Linked DNA regions of Sus scrofa: region 2 is linked to region 1. The links are chromatin contacts, called in public HiChIP or PLAC-seq maps. All regions are on one chromosome and are shown on one strand. The core of a region is the stretch at or near the end of the contact, and the rest is flanking DNA. Distances in the headings are between cores, read along the strand shown.

Region 1 (2,662 bases), core at 42-2,541:
CCGGGAATTTCCACATGCCTCAGCCATGGCAAAAAAAAAGTAGATACAGGAACGTTTATGCTTTTACAGTCAGTCCAGAAAGAAAACCATCCCAGGCCATCCTCTCCAAAGACCCTCACCTGGCTTTTGGGCTCCGCAAGAAGTTGGTGCCTTGCGGTGGGAGAGTTGAGGGAGGGGCATTGAGGTGGAAGAGGCCTGGGCTGTGGCTTGTTGGTTGGCCTGGGCGAGCAGCTCACTGTCTGTCCTTCTTCCCATCATCCTGTCCCCTGTAGTCTCTGCTCCAGGTGACAGTGTCCCTGTGTGTCAGCTTCGGCTTGACAAGCCTGGCTGTTCTGGCTGCTGAGAGGGGTTGCCTTCGAGAGGCCGGGGTGGGGGTTCCAGCGGAGGGGCTGCAGGCACCAGGAGAGAGAGCCAGCGAGCCCTGGGGCTGCTCCCACTTTCGCCCACCCCGTCCAGCTGCTCTGGGACCCGTCCCTTGGGACAGTGTTTTCCCGAGCTGCCCGGCCTCTCAGAGAGCAGGAGATCTGCTCACAGTGGCCCGAGCATCTGCTCCTCCCCAGCGCTTTGTTCAGGGCTTAGAGAAATGGCAGAGGCTGCCCGCAGAGGCACAGCGTCGAGGTCCAGAGGCCGGGCAGCCCAGCAGAAAGTGCACAGCCTTCCCCTCCAGCTTGGCTCTCCTGGCTGCTCCCTCGGAGAACCTGCCACGGTCAGGGACTCTACAAGCCAGCCAGGGCAGCCGCAGCTGCCTGCTCGAGGCCTGGTTCGTGCCTGTGCCTCGTGCATTGGGCTGCGGCTGTTTCCACGAGGCTGCTGGGCCCCGGCCGGGCTGTGCTTTCTTCCCCTCTGTCTCCTCTGGGACCCCTGGAGGCCTGGAACCCAGGCCACATGCAGGATGCTGCTGGCCATGCAGGGACCAGAGATCTGATCTTTGGGCTCCCAGTGGACCTCATCCATCCCAGCCCTGTAGCCCTAGAAGGAAAACGCCGGCTGTGAGCGTCCCTCTGGTTTCTTTGGGGTTTCAAGGGTTGTCCGGAACCTTGGGGCTCAGGTCCGATGTTGGGAGCTAGAGGCAGGCCCCCAGCTCTTGAGGAGAGGGGCAGGGTGGCCTCGGGGGTAACGAGACACCAGCCTCAGCGACATCCGTGGTAACTGGGCGCCTGATGGCTTTAGCGGCTGCCAGATCAGCGTCCCCGACCCACATACATGCCAGTGTGCTGGCGAGGCTCCTGATGGCCCGGCGGGCCCATCTGGTCCTAGTTGGTTGTGGGGCGGGAATCTGAATCGCTCATTAGCAGGACTACTTGCTGAAGGAGGAGAACACAGCGAGACAGGTGCCGGGCTGGAGCCGCACACTGGCTCATGAGTAACTAATTGTGGTTGGCACAAACAGCCGCTCCAGACGCCGTCCCCTCTCCCTCAGTCCTTTGGGGAGCTGCCAGGACCCCAGCAGGCTCCCCGTGTTCAGAGCTGCGGTGGAGGACCTGGGCGTCTCCAGGGAAAAGGGACCAGATCCCACTCAGGGCTGCCTTCCCGGCCCCGGCCCATCTGGTTATCAGGGCAGCTGCGCATGTCTGTTTTCAGTGCTGTTTTTATATTTCCCCACGGTTTCTGCCCTGAGATGTCTCGTTCCCACGGAGGCAGCTGACCCAGGGGCTGCGGGCGCTGCGGTGTTGCTTCCGTTGTTCTCACTCAGGACACGAGCTGTTGGTTTCTGCCCCTGTGCCTGGAGCGTGTGCTCGCTCCTGCTGCCCTCCCTCCAGCCGTCCGTGAGGTGGCCTCTGTTAACTTCTTCTTGGCTTTTGCGTTTTTCCCAGTTGCTTTGGTGGCTCAGGTCACTCCCCTGGTGTGTGGGGCCAGTCTGCCTGGGGGTCTCCAAGCCTGCCCTCCTGGGCATTGCTCTCCTGGGGAAGCTCAATCCCATTTCGCCAACTCCCAGGCTCTGCTCTCCGTTGGACTCCTGTTTGGCCACGTCTTGACACTGAGCGTGCCCAGAGAAGGCTGCCTGCCATCTAGCGGCAGGGGGAGGGTGGGTGGGGGGAGGGGAGTGCCCCCAGGCTCTGCCACCTGGTTGTGCCCTCTGGGTGTAAGAGCTAGTGGGCACCAGCTCCTCCGTCCTGAGCCGCAGTCTTCTGAGTCAGTGCCACTCAGCACTGTTTTTAATTGTCGGCCCCTCCCACGGATCCTTACCCATCTCATCGCCTTCACCCTCTGCACTGCCGAAAACGAGCTCAGATCCAGGAGTTCCCCCTTGTGGCTCAGTGGGTTACAAACTGACTAGTATCCATGAAGACGCAGGTTCGATCCCTGGCCTCGTTCAGTGGGTTAAGGATCTGGCATGGCCTCGAGCTGCGGTGTAGGTGGCAGAGTGGCTTGGATCCTGCATTTCTGTGGCTGTGGTGTGCAGGCCAGCAGCTGCAGCTCCCCTAGCCTGGCACCGTCCATATGCGGCAGGTGGGGGCTTAGAGAGACACACACACACAAGAGCTCAGATCTGGAATGACGAGGGTGAGCGGCAGAATCAGGAGCTCCTCCTGAGGAGTGAAACGCCTCCGTTCCCGCAACTCCTCCCGCGGGTGGAGGTCCGGGAGGGGCCTGCAGGGAGGGCGGCCTGGGGGACGGGCGTGGGCCTGGGGCAGGTGGGGGCTGCTGCTGTTTTCTCTCA
Region 2 (2,662 bases), core at 96-2,595, 150 kb after region 1:
GAATGGCATTCAGGGAGTTCCCATCGTGGCTCAGCGGAAACGAATGTGACCAGCATCCGTGAGGATGCAGGTTCAATCCCTGGCCTGGCTCAGTGGGCCAGGGATCCTGCATTGCCCTGAGCTGTGGTGTAGGTTGCAGACACGGCTCGGATCCTGCGTGGCTGTGGCTGTGGCTGTGGTGTAGGCCAGCAGCTGTAGCTCCGATTCAACCCCTAGCCTGGGAACTTCTGTATGCCAAGGGCGCGGCCGTAAAAAGCAGAAAACCCCAGAAAACGAAAAGAATGGCTTTCATCCACGTGCTCTGGCCCTCCATGCCCCTCTGGTGTAAATCCGTTTTCCTGGTTTGTGGGGATCTGCCCACCCAGAGACACAGCCCCGTCACAGGCCTCTGGTGAAACGGGGCTGGCTCCCTCCTGAGGAAAAGGGGAGATGGTCTCCCCTAAATCTTTCTCCAGATTTCTCCTGCCAGGTCCCCTGGTACAGCTGTCCTCTCATCAGATCAAGCCCCAAGCTAGTCTCTGCCAGGGAATTTTGAGCCGTAAATCTGAACAGTTCATAAGCGAAATCTCTCGGCGCTCGGCGGCCTGGCTGGGCCCTAAAACCTTGAGTCGCCCTTGGTGCCTCCTCCCCTTCCGTCCAGCCTGGCCTCCGCCTCATGTCCCTTCTGGCCAACCCGCGTTGCCAGGAGCCAGGGCTGAGCACCTGCCTGCCAACCTGCGGGGCCCTAAAGAGTTGGGATCTCTCCCTTCTTGGCTCCAGAGTCAGCCTCTTTCCCCTCAACTTGAAACCACGCTTGCCCAAGGCCAGGCCGCTGCGACCCTGAGTCGGCCCCTCGAGGCCTCTGACTCGGCTAATGGCGGTGGCTCTGAGTCTCTCATTCCAGAACCGGGAACCGAACCGCCCACCCACTCTGCCTGCCTTTGGTTCTGTTATCTTTCCCAACTCAGCTCTTTTCTGAGTAATTTTCTCACTTTGTTTTGCTTCCTCAATACTGGCCCTGGCGTGCCAGCCGCCCTCCTCAAGTGCAAGTCTATTGTCCTTTCAGAGTTGTTGAGCCGCCAGTCGGTATCAGGGCTCGTGGTGACAGTGAGTCCCGACGCCTCCTCTCCCAGCCTGGTTAGGGTGGCTTTGAATGTCCTCACCCTAGAGCGTCGGTTGACACAGACCAACAGTCTCACCCTACCGCTGCCTCGGATGGCACTTGGTGTCCCCTGACTCAGGCAGGCTAAGGGCCCCAGATCAGATTTCCCGTGACTTTGGACGAAGGGTTATCTCAGGTCCCGCCTTACTGCCCAGGAGCCTGCTCTTTTGTTTCTACGGCCAACAGCTTCAGCGTGTGCTGAGCCTGTGTGAGAAGCTGCTGTCAGCAGATCTTAGGCACCCTCTCGTCCTGGCACTGAGGCAGCAGCTACTAGTAAGGCTGGTAGAAGTCCCAGGAGACCGTTCGGCTTATCTGAGACGCTGTGTGGGACCTCTGGGCTTTTGCCCTGCCTCTGTCCTTGTTCTGTAACCCTGGAGGGGTCGGTTCCCCCCCACCAAGTCCCCATTTGTTCCCCGTGGAGACTGGAGGCAGCGTCCTTCCCAGGCTGCTCAGAGCTCGGGGACACGGAGCCGCCGGCTAAGCACCTTTGGGGCTGCCTCCCGCCTTCTCGCGTTTCCAGGACCTGGATGAAATGGATGCTGTTCTCTTTGGTCTGAAGACGTCGAATCTAGGCTCAAGCACGAGGTCCGCAAAGGTCTCTGGGAAAGAAGAGCAGCCTAGTAAACTGAGACCCGCCGGGGTGTTCACTGCCCACGAGAAAGGTGTGTGGAAGATAGGTCCCCAGACCCAGGGCCACGTGGGGCGTGTGGAGGTGCTCGCGTGTCCCCATGGGTTTTCTCTGCCTGGGCAGGGCGGCCGGGCACTCACTGTGTCCTCGTGGGTGTTTGGGTGTCTGTGGTCGGGGAGGGAGGCGGGCTGAGCTTTTACCCTTCCTCGGCCTCTTCCAGTCCCTCTAAGTCCAGCGTGGCCACTCCTGGAGAAGCCCTTGGAGATTAACTGGAGATTTTCTGGTTGCCTGTACGTCTCCCAAACCTGGGTTTCTGTTTGGAATGACTTGTGCATAGAGGCCTGGGGGAGCTTCCTGACCACATTTCCAGGCCAGAAGCCTGTTTGAGAACTAGGGACCTATCCCATGGCTGTGTCCATGGCCGCAGGCCCTTGGCCGCCGGGTAGAAGCCTGCGCCAGCCCAGTGGTCCCGGTCATCGTGTGGCCGCACGTGGGCCAAGAGAGCCCCAAGGCCTGAGACCTTCCCTCGTCTTTGCTCCCTGCAGGAGATGCCATTCCCGCCAAGAAGCTACCTCCCTCTCCCACCAGCTCTGGGCATCAGTACCGGAAGTTCTCCTTCGAAGGTACCACAGGCCTTGCAGTCATGCCTCTGGGACGCTTCGGTTTTGTGAGCGGAGTAGCCAGGGCGCTGCTTCCTTGCTTCTGCCCGAGGCTGAGTCGCTGTGTCGTCAGATGAGGAGCCGACAGCTGGCAGCACTGATTCGTCCCTCCTCGCTTCAGGGAGGGACCAGTTCTGTTCCACCGGCTGGGCTGTTGGGGGCACGCACTTGCAGGGACTTTGAAGCCAGGTGTCAAACTGAAGATTTTATGAAGTCGAGGAAAAATTCCCTTTC

Evidence for each region. HiChIP or PLAC-seq counts read pairs in DNA pulled down with a chosen protein or histone mark.
Region 2: a contact with region 1 is called in an H3K27ac HiChIP or PLAC-seq map of skeletal muscle. The contact joins two enhancer-like sites. A contact is called at or near these places in 1 of 47 Hi-C or Micro-C datasets (epiblast stem cells) and 1 of 2 datasets of contacts at active chromatin or transcription factors (skeletal muscle).

Annotation. Positions count from the first base shown.
Region 1 is chr12:5,343,405-5,346,066 of Sscrofa11.1, forward strand. All of the region lies in intron 6 of EXOC7 (exocyst complex component 7), which reads left to right. Among named protein-coding and RNA genes, the nearest start is that of EXOC7, 13 kb to the left of the region's middle. Within about 2 kb of position 1,292, at least 6 of the 83 cell types and tissues checked have an H3K27ac peak or open chromatin away from gene starts, as enhancers often do. A contact at or near this core is called in skeletal muscle, where this site is marked.
Region 2 is chr12:5,490,111-5,492,772 of Sscrofa11.1, forward strand. FBF1 (fas-binding factor 1) reads left to right here. Exons shown (of 30, transcript XM_021066608.1): 8 at 1,662-1,803; 9 at 2,315-2,392. Among named protein-coding and RNA genes, the nearest start is that of FBF1, 8.9 kb to the left of the region's middle. Within about 2 kb of position 1,346, at least 7 of the 83 cell types and tissues checked have an H3K27ac peak or open chromatin away from gene starts, as enhancers often do. A contact at or near this core is called in skeletal muscle, where this site is marked.